Regions from separate parts of the Rattus norvegicus genome. Here region 1 is linked to region 2. A link is a contact called in public Hi-C data. All regions are on one chromosome and are shown on one strand. The core of a region is the stretch at or near the end of the contact, and the rest is flanking DNA. Distances in the headings are between cores, read along the strand shown. Region 1 holds the start of Tgfa (transforming growth factor alpha). Region 2 overlaps LOC134486809 (a long non-coding RNA gene).

The links. Hi-C and Micro-C count contacts between places; a contact is called where the count stands out from the background.
Region 1: a contact with region 2 is called in a Hi-C map of Schwann cells, with 2.1 times the contacts expected there. The contact joins the promoter of Tgfa here to the enhancer-like site in region 2. A contact is called at or near these places in 5 of 12 Hi-C or Micro-C datasets (the A7r5 cell line, Schwann cells, hepatocytes and 2 more) and 1 of 1 datasets of contacts at active chromatin or transcription factors (oligodendrocytes).

The regions. Positions count from the first base shown.
Region 1 is chr4:120,171,618-120,177,565 of GRCr8, forward strand. Tgfa (transforming growth factor alpha) reads left to right here and starts at 4,102. Exons shown (of 6, transcript NM_012671.2): 1 at 4,102-4,285. The coding sequence starts at 4,246.
Region 2 is chr4:120,126,335-120,132,280 of GRCr8, forward strand. LOC134486809 (a long non-coding RNA gene) reads left to right here. Exons shown (of 2, transcript XR_010066202.1): 2 at 3,908-4,463. Among named protein-coding and RNA genes, the nearest start is that of Tgfa, 46 kb to the right of the region's middle. Within about 2 kb of position 4,122, at least 49 of the 93 cell types and tissues checked have an H3K27ac peak or open chromatin away from gene starts, as enhancers often do. A contact at or near this core is called in Schwann cells, where this site is marked.

The DNA.
Region 1 (5,948 bases), core at 2,852-5,351, 45 kb after region 2:
GGCTGGCTGAATGCCAGGTGAAAGCACTAGGATCTGTGACTCCCCATCATCAGGAATGAGGGGAGGCTGGGGAATTGGGCAAAGAACCCCCTAAACACTCCTCAGACTGAGGATGGAAGGCACCTGAGCTGAGGCTTGATGGCCTCTGCCTCAGTTCTGCCAGTGTTCTGTTTGCTCAGGGGCAGGCATGATTGGCTCTACAGAGTGAATCCCCCCTGCTCGATCCAGGGTCTATTCTTGTAAAGAGGGCTCTGCATGCACACAGGGAGAGTCTCAGGAATGCAGGGGACAGGCATAGCCGAGTCTGCAGGGGAAGGAGGGCACCGAGTCCCCTTGCAGTCTCAAGGACACCACTGGGACTTACTTAGCTCATAGAGCAACAGATTCTGTACAGCTGAAACATATGAGTGTGGTCGTGTGCACATGCAGATGTGTATAGGTATATAGGTGTGGCCATGCATGTATGTACACCCATGAGCAAGGACATTGACATGGATTAAGCAACGGAAGAGTAGGGAACGTGGAGCGGAGAGGCAAGCCCACCAGGGGAACTTTAATAGGCAGCTTTGTTCAGATGAAACACTGTTAAGCGGACAAACTCTGGCACTTAATTCTCCTATAATCTCAATGAGTTAAGTCTTATCTTTAATAAAATGTGAGAATCTGAGGCAGTGGAGCAGAGTAACCTTGGAACAAACTTTGCTCTCAACATCATTCTTGCTATTTGCTTCCCAAACCTGCTTATCTGTTCACTAGAATTAACTGGGAGGAATCTGGAGAGATGGCTCAGTGGTTAAAGTATTTGGCAGGCAAGCATGAGAAGTAGAGTCCAGAGCCCCAGAATCCACATAAATACTGGGTGGAATAATAGCCTTCCTGAAACTCCAGCCTTGGGAAGTAGAGACAGGGGATCACAAAGATGGCTAGCCAACTAACCTGATCAGTGAGCTCTGGGTTTGACTGAGGGACCTTGCCTTAATGAATGAATGAGGTAGAAGGAAAAAGGCGATGATGACTCAACCTCTCGCCTCCACATGTATGCACAAATGTGCACAGGCACCCACACACATACAAACATGCATATACGCATAAGCATACCACACATATGCACATAAAAGTAAAAAAAAACTGGAATGTTCTAAAACCGTATTACACCAGCTCAAGAAAATCTTGGGGAATAACGAATGATTTTCAAGTATTAGGGGGTACACTAAGTCAGGTGTGGTGGCTCACTTCTGTTGTCCCAGAGGCAAGGGCAGAAGAATAGAAAGTTCCCAGCTGTATAACAAGACCCAGCCTCAAAAAAGAAATACAGAGAGAGAGGGAAAGAGAAGAAGGTACGGGATGGGGGGGGGGGTGAGGACAGAGGCAAGGAAGGAATGGAGACAGAAAGAAAGAGCATACTGGAGTTGTGTACTTTTTAGTTTTCGAGCTGGCAAAATATCTTTTTCCCTGTTAGTTTTTTTTTAATTAGATTTATTCGTCGAATATGTGTGTGTTTACCTGCATCTGTGTATGCATATCATGGGCGTGCTTAGTGCTCATGGAAGTCAGAAGACAGTACTGGGTTTTCTGGAACTGGAGTTATGGATGCTTTCAAACCACCACGTGAATGCTGGAATTCCCAGGGTGCATATTTTGTCCTCTGTAAAAGTAGCAAGTGCTCTTAACCTCCAAGCCATCTCTACAGCCCCACAAATTATCTTCTGATTAAAAATATTTTCCAGTCCTTCAGCGGACCAGCCCACTTGCTTGATTCTGCCAGCCCCAACAGTGTGTGGGCAGTGGGCAGAACCAGGACCGTCTGATTCCCAGACAGCTGGCAGCCAACCACGGCCTTGCTGCTCCACACGTGTTCAGTCCCCGGCCCTGATTCCTTGCCTCTTGTAGCTAAGGGAAAAGGCAAGTCCCAGGACAGGACCAGACCAAAATGAAGGAAGTGAGCCCACGTGCTGAAGGCCATAGGAAAGTTCTATGCAGTGGATGGAGAAAATGACTGTCAGGGAAACCTCACTAGCATCGGGAGAAGGGAGTACAATAGTTTCTAATCGGTGATGGTTTTCTATGTAAACTCACACCGCTTTCAAATTATTCTCTTTATAATGGACCACCCCATGTTATGGTGCAGATCTTAAATGTTCCTCTTATGTGGGACCCGAGAGATGGCTCGGTGGGTAAGAGCCCCTGTTACCGTGCAAAGGATCTCAGCACATAGGAATATGTAACTGTCTGTAACTCCAGTTTCAGGGGGTCAGATGCCAGACGATCATGTACTATAGAATTCCAGAGGATCAGACTCCAGATATACATGTACTACATGCAGTCAAAATACTTACACGGGTTGGGGATTTAGCTCAGTGGTAGAGCACTTGCCTAGCAAGCACAAGGCCCTGGGTTCGGTCCCCAGCTCCGAAAAAAAGAAAAGAAAAAAAAACACTTACACAAGCAATATAATTTTTTTTTTTCCAAAAAGGGCGCTTGGAGCTTGGTGTGGCTCTGCAGGCCTTTAACCTCAGTTCTCTGGAAGTAGAATTAAGTAGATTTCTGTGAGTTCAAGGCCAGACAAGACTATGTAGTGAGACCATGTCTCCAAAATAAAATTAATTAATTACGACAAAAAGATGCTTGGATTTAACACCATTTTGTTATTGTTTGGTTTGGTTTGGTTTGGTTTTTGGCTTTGGTTTTTGCTTTTCCCATAAAAGCTCATTTGTTGTTCGGTTGAGCCCCCAGTGGGTGGCGCTAGAGAGAGATGGTGGAGACTTCAGTCGGTGGGGCCCTGGAGAAAGTTAGAACGCCGAGAGTGTATCCTTCAAGGGGATATTGGGACCCCCCCTTCCCTGCTTTTGAGCTCAGATATATGCTCCCCCCTATTTTGTCCTTCCTCATCACAGACCCAAAGCTACAGGGCCGTCCAAGTGAACATGAACTAGAACAGAAAACCAAAGCTGCTTTTAAGTTGATTTCTGTGTGCATTTTGTCTCAGCAACAGAAAGATGGTTAATTAACCCAGTACCCACACGTTGGGCCAATGGCTTGGGCTTTCTTTTGGAATTAAGGTCCTCTGTTCTTACAATAAACTGAGATTTTCATCCCTGAGACTTTGAGCATCCATCTAAGAAGTCGGCAAGAGAATCCCAAGGCCAACACACCCTACCACCAAGGCTCCGCCTGCTAGGAGAGAGTGGGTCTTCTCTGGAGCAGTTAGATGTCAGGAAGCAGGAGAGGCTAGACTCTGGCTAGTCGTGGTCTCTCTGGGGTTACTGTCCCCTATGTATGCCCCATCCCCCAATACCCACGAACCATCCTTTCTCTACCCAAAGAAGCCTTCCCCCTTCTTGTGTTCCTCTGCCTAGTTCAGATTCAGGGGCCATCTCAAAGACACAACCTCTGAACAGGCCAGCTAGCTGACCCCCACCGCCCGCTCCTCTTTTGTTCCGCACTTAATTGTATCAAAGCCAGTTCTTATTCCGACTCCTGTATCCCCGAAGCAGTGGGACAGAAGGGTTGATGCGTGATTAAGTTCATGGTAGACAGAGATTCCCTGATCTTCACAATGTATCTGGGGACGCAGAGTGGCTTTGCCCCTAGTTGGTGGCAGGTGTCCCGGGGCTGGCATGGATGGGGACACAGGTGGAAATTCGACTTAAATGAGTATTTGGCTGACTATGGAGAAAGCTTTTCTTGGTCAAGTCTTCCCAGGTGGCTGGCTAAGCTCGTGGGTCTCCAGGCTCCTGCTCAAGAGTGTCGTGGAGAAGCCCCTAGCACAGGTGACTAACCTGGGCGACTCCGCTCTGCCGCCTACAGCCTGGACGCGGCTACTGCGCAGGGGACTCGGGCGGCGACCCTGGGCGCGAGCACTGCAGGGAGGTGTCTGAAGCCCGGCGCTTCCTGCCTGGCCCTTGGCCCAGGGTGGTGACTGGCTGTCGCGATCGGGGCGCAGGTCCCCGCCCCCGGCTCCCAGTCCCCACCCCTGCGCCTTCGGGGGCGCCCCAACGCGGGAGGGTGGTCCGCCTCGCCCCGGTCGCCTAAGGCAGAGAGGTGGCGGGAACCTCCACCTCTTTCCCGTTTCCGCCGCGGGCAGCGCGCTGGCCAGTGCCACCGGGAGGCGCGGTCGTCCCTCCGCCCGCGCGCCGGGGGCCGGCCCTGTCGCCTGCGCCTTTTTCCCCCGCGCACACCGCGGCGGCGCGCGGCCACTCGCCAACCGCAAAGAGCGCGGTGGCTGCAGCGCCCTGCGCTCGGAAGATGGTCCCCGCGGCCGGACAGCTCGCTCTGCTAGCGCTGGGTACGTAGGCAACACTCGATGTCCCCGGGCCCGCTCTAGAAAGATTTCTGTGGTGCTCTTGAGTCCGCTTGGGAGAGCAGAAGAGAGGCGGGTGCTTGGAGTGGGTGGGAGTGTACGAGCCACCCGGAGTCACCGAGAACTGTGAAGCGAGGGGGGGACAGTCTTAGCGAGGTGGCCGCCCGGCCATGAGATCCGGCTTGAACTTTACTCTGCGCGGCGTTTGCTCGCCGGTGCCCACGCCCTCCTGCCTACCTGCCGGTCGCCGATCCGGCTTCTCCAAAGCCTCCTGAGCGCCGGTTGTCCCCTGGTGGTCCTAGCCTTAGCATATTTCGTGTCCCGGGGGCGGGAGCCCACGTTGCGCGCCCGCACCCTTCGCCTTCGACTTGAAGCTCTCCTCGGTGTTGGGTGGGTTTGTGATTTTTTTGTGCGGATTAATTGTTCTGTTAATGAGCTTCCCTGGGAGTCTTGGTGTCCCTGTCAGAGAAGGCGGGAGTGACACCTGAGTGTAACCAGTTTCCTGAGTAGATTCTTGGACATAAGCGCGGGTTGGGGGGAGGGGACGAGTGTCCCCTCCCCCACTCCCGGTGTCTGGGTGGTGGGAGAGAATTGCCGCCGTGAAGCTCGCAGGTGTGCGTGAGTGTGTGTGTGTGTGTGTGTGTGTGTGTGTGTGTGTGTGTGTGTGTGTGTGTGTGTGTTTCCACTCGCAGCGTCTACTCCCAGCTACCGGGTGCAGTCTGTTTGACAGAGCGGACCGAAGTACCCAGGTGTCCCGGACACTGCTGCCTCCTTGTGAATCTTTCTGTCTGATATTTCAGCATTTAAAACCCTGTAAGGAGGCTGAGACTGTAGGTCAGTGGCCAGCGAACTCCAGGCACTAAATCCTGAAAAGAATCCCCAGCACCATGTAAAGCTGTGCTGGTGACCCCGGTGCTCAGAAGGTAGAGGAAATAGAATCATAGTACAATCCTCAGCTTTATAGGGAGTTTGAAACCAGCCTGGGCTATATGAGAACCTGGTTCTAATTATTTATTAATAATTAAAGCCTTATAAAGTAAGATGCTTGCTACGGGATCAAAAGACCCCAGAGGATGTTTGGACCTTGCCTCCCCAAAATATGCCCAGAGCAGCCTGTCATAGCCAAGGTGAGGAAGGGTTCACAGGTCTCTGGCAATCCTGCATTAGAAAGGTTCCCTCTGCAGCAGAAGGGGACACAGTGAGATCCTCCCGGCTTTGCCCTCACCCGAAGTGAGTTAGAAGCAGATTTCCCCACCTTTTGTAAGAACTGCCTTTCAAGTGTATTCTGTCATTGGTTTTCACTTCACATACAACAGCTTCATAATTCAAAGCTGTGGAACGTGCAGATGGTGGGAAGCCTGCAGGTTGTTTCCCCACCCAAATGTTTATTTTTTTTCCGAATAGTATTACTAACTAGAACCCTGGGAATGCTTGCCGGGTGTTGCCAAGCAGTTCATTCACCCATTTGGCTTGCACGCTCACTTCATGAGGAAGCCATCCTGTCCCCATTTCACAGACAAAGAACGGTGCAAAGAGCCACTGTCCTAGGCGGGCCGGCCTTATTAAAGACCAAGGAGTGCAGATGTGGAAGGTCACAACACGTGTGGTCAACATATTAGTCCCATCTCTGGGGTTGGGGATGTGACTT
Region 2 (5,946 bases), core at 2,872-5,371:
TGCTGGTGTGCCAGGGGCAAGCCTCCTGCTCTGCCTTACCCATGAGGCAGTGGCTCACAGCAGTCCAGACCTCATGTATATGCAAGGTACAGAAAACTCCCCCTGCCAGCTGTCAGGCAAGCCCCTCAGAACCCCAGGCCTGAGCACATGTGCACCCTACCCCCACCCCCAACCCCACACACATGCTACTGTGTACACCAGGTCCTGGAATGTTTGTGGTTTTCCTCCCAGCTTCCACAAGTGACATCAGGCTGACCTGTCCAGCTCTGACAAGCACCAGGGAGACCAAGCTAATCACTCCTCTCTGCTGAGTCAGCAGAATATTCCCAGAAGCGGTTTCATGGTATATGAATCACCTGAGCCCAGGATGTGGTTGCGTTTCCCTCACACCTGGCTTTAATGCTAGGACAGTGCTCACTGGAAGCCCCTCAGCCTCTGGAGAGCTGAACAAGGAGCAATTCTGCAACCTCTGGGGAAGCAAGACGTACTGCTGGGGGCTGCATAAGGGCTTCCTGGCTTCTTGCCTTTCCCTTGCTTTCTTTACTCAAGGCAGAGCAGAACCCCCACTTGTAATTAACCCTTCACAAGCTGAGTCTCAGGATCTCCACTAATGCAGGGGTAGGCTCAACTAAAGCAGCTGTATCAATAGACGCCATTTCCTGGGTCCTCAGCACACAGGCAGGTTGTAGAAGCTCTGGGGAATGACTGAGACTCATTCATAGATGAGACACTGAATATTTGTCCCCCTATGTGTGCGCGCGCACGTGTGTGTGTGTGTGTGTGTGTGTGTGTGTGTACGTGTGTGTGTAGACCGAGATTAGCTTCAGGTGTCTTCAGTTGGTCTCCACCTTATGTTTTGAGGCAGGGTCTCTCACTTAACCTGACGCTCATTGGTTTGGCCCCAGAGATCCTCCTGGCTCTGCCTCCCCATCGCTGGGATTACAGCCATGAGCCACCATGCGAAGCCTTTCCAGGTCCTCATGCATGCACAGCAAATTCTTTATTAACTGAGACATTCCCCATCCTAGAATTAATGTTCTTACACAAAAGAGTGCACAGGGCTCTCTCACTGGGTCTATCAACCAATTAAGACACAGCCAAAAGATAGCTGTGAATGAATCAGGAATCTAATGGCATGAGTCAGTTTTCCAGCATTCAGAACTGTGAGCAGTAAATCCCTTATTGTCTCAACACAGAAGCAAAAGCACCTGAAACCCAAGTCTTTAATTAGGATCTTTCTGAGATGTTGCGAAGATATGAACAAAAACAAGACCCAAGCCTCCATAGACGGGACAACAAGGAAATTACTAAGAAAGATTCAAAGAACAGCTAACAGATTAAGTCAAAAGGATATTCCAGAACACAAGGCCCAGGGGACCGTCGGCAACAGATGAGCAGCTCAAGGATCAGTCAGAAAGTCAGTTATCCAGCTAAGATGTTCCTCAGCAAGGAAACAGGAAGAGCATCAGATGCAGGATTGAAAACACTTTCCTGGGGATGGAAAGTCCTTTTCCAACTTAAAAAGCCCAGGCTAGGGAGGTGGCTCAGGAGAGAAGAGGGTAAGGGAGTCTGGAACATAAGCACAAAGACTGGAGTTTGTGTTCCCAAGAGCCACACAGAGTGTGGGCACACACACCTGTACCCCCCCCCCCGACCCACACCTCAGCTCATGTGTTGGACGCATGGTTTCCAGATCCTGATGCTATTTAGAAGGTTGTGGAACCTCTGGGAAGCACAGACTAGTTAGAAAAAGCAAGTTGCTGGGTAGATAGGATGCTGAAGCTTATAGTGGGGCCTGCTTCCTATCCACACCCTATCCCAGAGAGAGTTGAGCAGGCAGCTTCATACCTGCTGAGAGAGCCTCGTACCTGCTGCCACAGCTGGGAGAGCCTCTCCTGTCACCAAGATTTCCCCTCTACCTTCTAAGATAGCATCATGTTCTGGGAATCAAGTGTCCAACACATGAGCCGGTTGGGGGGCGGGGCACTCTATCCTAGAATCCTATCAGCTTCCGGGATGCACTATACGCATTCTCTCCCCCAGTAAGAATTTGTGTTTTGTCATCCTGAAAACAAAACATTAATGATTGTTTTCTCTGCCCTTCCTGAGGGAAATTCCTAGGCATTGTGCAATGCCTGACCCCTAGTAGGATTTCCTATTGAAACATCCCAAAGAAACAACAAATCTTCAAACTAGAATTAGATGTTTTGGACAAAGGAGTTGGGTGCTTACCATGCGCCATAATCCCTGCTCATCACCGTGACGGTGAATCCTGATTGCCATCTTGCTGGTTTTAGAATCACTTTGGGAGACACACCTCTGGGTACACAGGTGACACTGAAGACTGGAGAGGTTAGAAGTCTTACTTGGCATCCCTCATTTGGTGACCTATCCACCTACAGGTTTTGGGACTCCCCTCCTCTCTGCCTTGGAATGACTGAGATGGAGATCTTACACGAAGCCTCACAGGAGACTAGCTTGGTTTCATGAGGGACAAAGCTCCCATGGGGTGGGGGACACTTACAGAAAAAGTCAGGTCACAAGAGCTATCCAGATTTTTACTTCTATGTGCTTTCTGATCTCCTAACCAAGCCTACCCATGTCAAAGAATTATCAGGGTGAGAATTTGTCACAAAGAGATAATAAACAGATGCATCTTCAATAAAAAAATATAAATCTTTCATTTTGAATAAGAACAAAATGGTGTGATTCAGACCTAAATCTTCCCCAGGACACCTAGAAAATCTCAGTGAAGCTTTAAATCCATAAGTTCATAATGATATTAAAATAAAGTAAAATAAAATAATGCTAAAATTCCTTAGGATCTTAGGGAATCAATGTATTACTCAGGAAACTAGTAAACACATATAAGCAAACACGCATGCGTGCGCGCGCGCACACACACACACACACACACACACACACGCACACGCACACGCACACGCACACACACACACACACACAACAGGAGTAATACAAAGTAAAATAGTTGTAAAAGAAACCAAGAGGAAATGGATGAACCCAGTGTAAACAGAAGAGCCACACAACAGCTTCCTAAGGAACACCATGACTTCGGGTTGTCAAGCATAGTGGAGCACACATTTGATCCCAGCACTCGGGAGGCAGAACCTTCCTGATCCCTCTTTAGCAGAGGAAGGAGCCGGCTCAGGCTGTTATGACGTCGACGGCAGATTCTTGCGCAGCCTGGACCTTCAGACCTTGCTGGGCTCTTGGGTTTGCCTGGATAAACAGTAAATTAGTTAACTGTTCTTATTGTTGTGACCAAATACCTAATAAGAAGCAACCTGATGAAGGAAAGGTCATTTGGGTCACATTTGTTGTCACCATCATGGTGGCAACAGCATGACATACCATCATGGTGGCAACAGCATGTGGCAGCTGATCCCATTGCATTTGGCATGAGAAGGCGGAGAGAAATTGATGCTGGTGCCCCCAACTCACTACCTCCTTTTCATTCAGTCCAGGACTCAACCCACAAGAAGATGCCATTCACACTCAGGGTGGGTTTCCCTCTCCTCACTTAAGCCAATCTAGAGACCCTCCTACAGAAGAGTCCAGAAGCTTGTCTCTGTGGCAGTTCTAAGTCCCACCAGGCTGACCATCACAAGCTGGCTCGGGCCTTCTTTAAAACAGAACAGGGTGGTACATTGCAGCCACCTAGCTTTGAATATACAATCTGTTCCATTCCCTCATCTCTCTGTAGTTCGTGATTGCTAGTAGAAAAGGCTTGTAGATCTACATTTCTCAGCAGTTCTTGGAGGCCAAATGTCTACTTGGACAATGGTCAAGGCGACCTGGCCATGTCGGCTCATTGTGGTGCTCAGCCTTTCTTGGCAACCTCCTCACAAACAAATGAATGAAGTTTGGCTTTCTCTTTCCCCTCTAGACTCAACCCCACTCAACAGAGAGTGGGCCATCCATCTTGCCTCCACAGAAACTGTCATGCCTTGAACACAGCCCGTCTTCTCTGGGCCTGGACTCTCCCCTCCTGGGCTGACGTCAGCCTTGCCCTCCCTGAAGGTCCCACAGCCTGGAATCATCAGTGGTTGTGGTGTATGGGAGCAAACAACGGATGTATCTGCAGTACTGTGTGTCTCTGGTGATGTGGCCCAAAGACGCTTGGGTCACCAAGCCAAGTGCTGAGCTGGCTGAAGTTCTTACAGTCGCAGAGGCCAGGACTGCGCGCCACACAAAGAGGCCATTGTCTGGGCAGCATGAGCGATGTTTTGCTGGGGAAGGTTACTAGCCCGACTGCTTATTGTCACAGGACCTCAATTGATTTTGTGCCCAAGCAGTGAACTACAGGCAATTCACAGAATTCCTTCCTTTCTTTCCACAGCACTTACAGCTCTCAAGTCATGTAAGCCTGCCCTGGTGTTTGCAAACAAGTTATTCCCAGAAAGGGTTCCATATTAAAACCATTCCCTCTGTGCCATCACAAAGATGTCCTCTCCTTGCTGTCTTTTACCTCTTCTGACTCCCCATGTCACCTGTGGGAACATGGGTGAGGCTGACTTATCAATCACATGGAGAAAGCTGGAAAGCCCTTGGATCCAGGCTCAGCTGGGTGCTTAGACCTGACTGACAGCCCTGCAGCTTGTCCACCATCAGCCTCTCCCCAGAGTCCCCATCACTTGCCCTCCAACTCAACACTGAGCTCTACCCAGGAGAGGCCAGAGGCCAGTGGCCAGCCAACAGAGGCCTGAAAACCTTCCTACTGTGAGACACCGGTCCTTAATTAATAGTGAGAGCACTGGGACTTAGCAAAAGCGAAGCAGTTTGTGTCATAGACATGCAAAGCTGGCTGACTGTCAGCCTAGAGGAAAGGCGATAGTGGTTGGCACCTGATTTGGAGCCTTGTGGGGTTTTGTTTGTTTGTTTGTTTACAGCTTTTTATAGTTTCTAGTCATGTCCCCATGTCCCCTGAATTCCCCACTGTCCAAGTTCTTCAGGGAGGTTCAATCTTCCTTGTCTCTAGCATGGTCCCCATCCCAAATTCCTCATCCTCCTGGGACTCGAGAACACTCTCTTCTGATAGGAGAGCTCAGTCACATGGCAGACTGCCTGTAACCTGGCAACCCTAGGATGAACTGAGAACACCCAAGACAGACACTGACTCCAGCTGCGGGGGTCTTGGGGGGACAGACAGGGAGGCAGTGCCGCCTGCTCTCTGTAATCCTCTGATGAGCTCTGAGCTTACTTCATATGAAAAGTGGTCCATTGTGATGTATTTCTGGACCATTCCCTTTCAAGTCTAAGGGCTTGTACTAAGAGGCTGCACTTATGGGGAAGCCCCTTCCCCCACGATCCACACTGGCCACGGCTCTACACTCAACTCCTCTTATACTTCTATATCTTCAAACTGCCTCTCTCTTTAGGCTCTTTTTCTTCATCATAGCATATCAAAGTCTCTCAAACCCCAAACAAGTGCAAAAGGTAGCTTGCGCACACGCACGCACACACGCACGCACGCACACATGCGCCTTCCTTGCCCAGCTTTCTCCTTTGGACACAGAGCCCTAAGACACAGCCCATGCAACATCTCTCTACTTCTGCCCCTCCGAGTCTCCCTCAGCATTCAGACCATACATTCTCCAGTGTCTCTAGACAATTTTGCCAAGTGTCAGGAAGGCAGATGCTTGGGGATCCAGGTCCACTGAGGTGACCTCTTCAGGATTTGATGCACGAATCGCCTCAGACTCTCCTTGTTTGTAAGGAGACCAGCGTCTCTTTAGGATTCCTTGCTTTGAACACTGATCTCGACTTTCTATCTCTCTTCCCCACCCCACTCTCTGCCATATTCTACTGGGGACATTTAGAGCCAGCCCTGGCCCTCCCCCAGGTACTAGCAGTTACTGTCTCTAAAGCTCACTGTGACTCTTCCCTTCATACCCCCTCACCCCCTCCTGCATCCACAGCCTACCA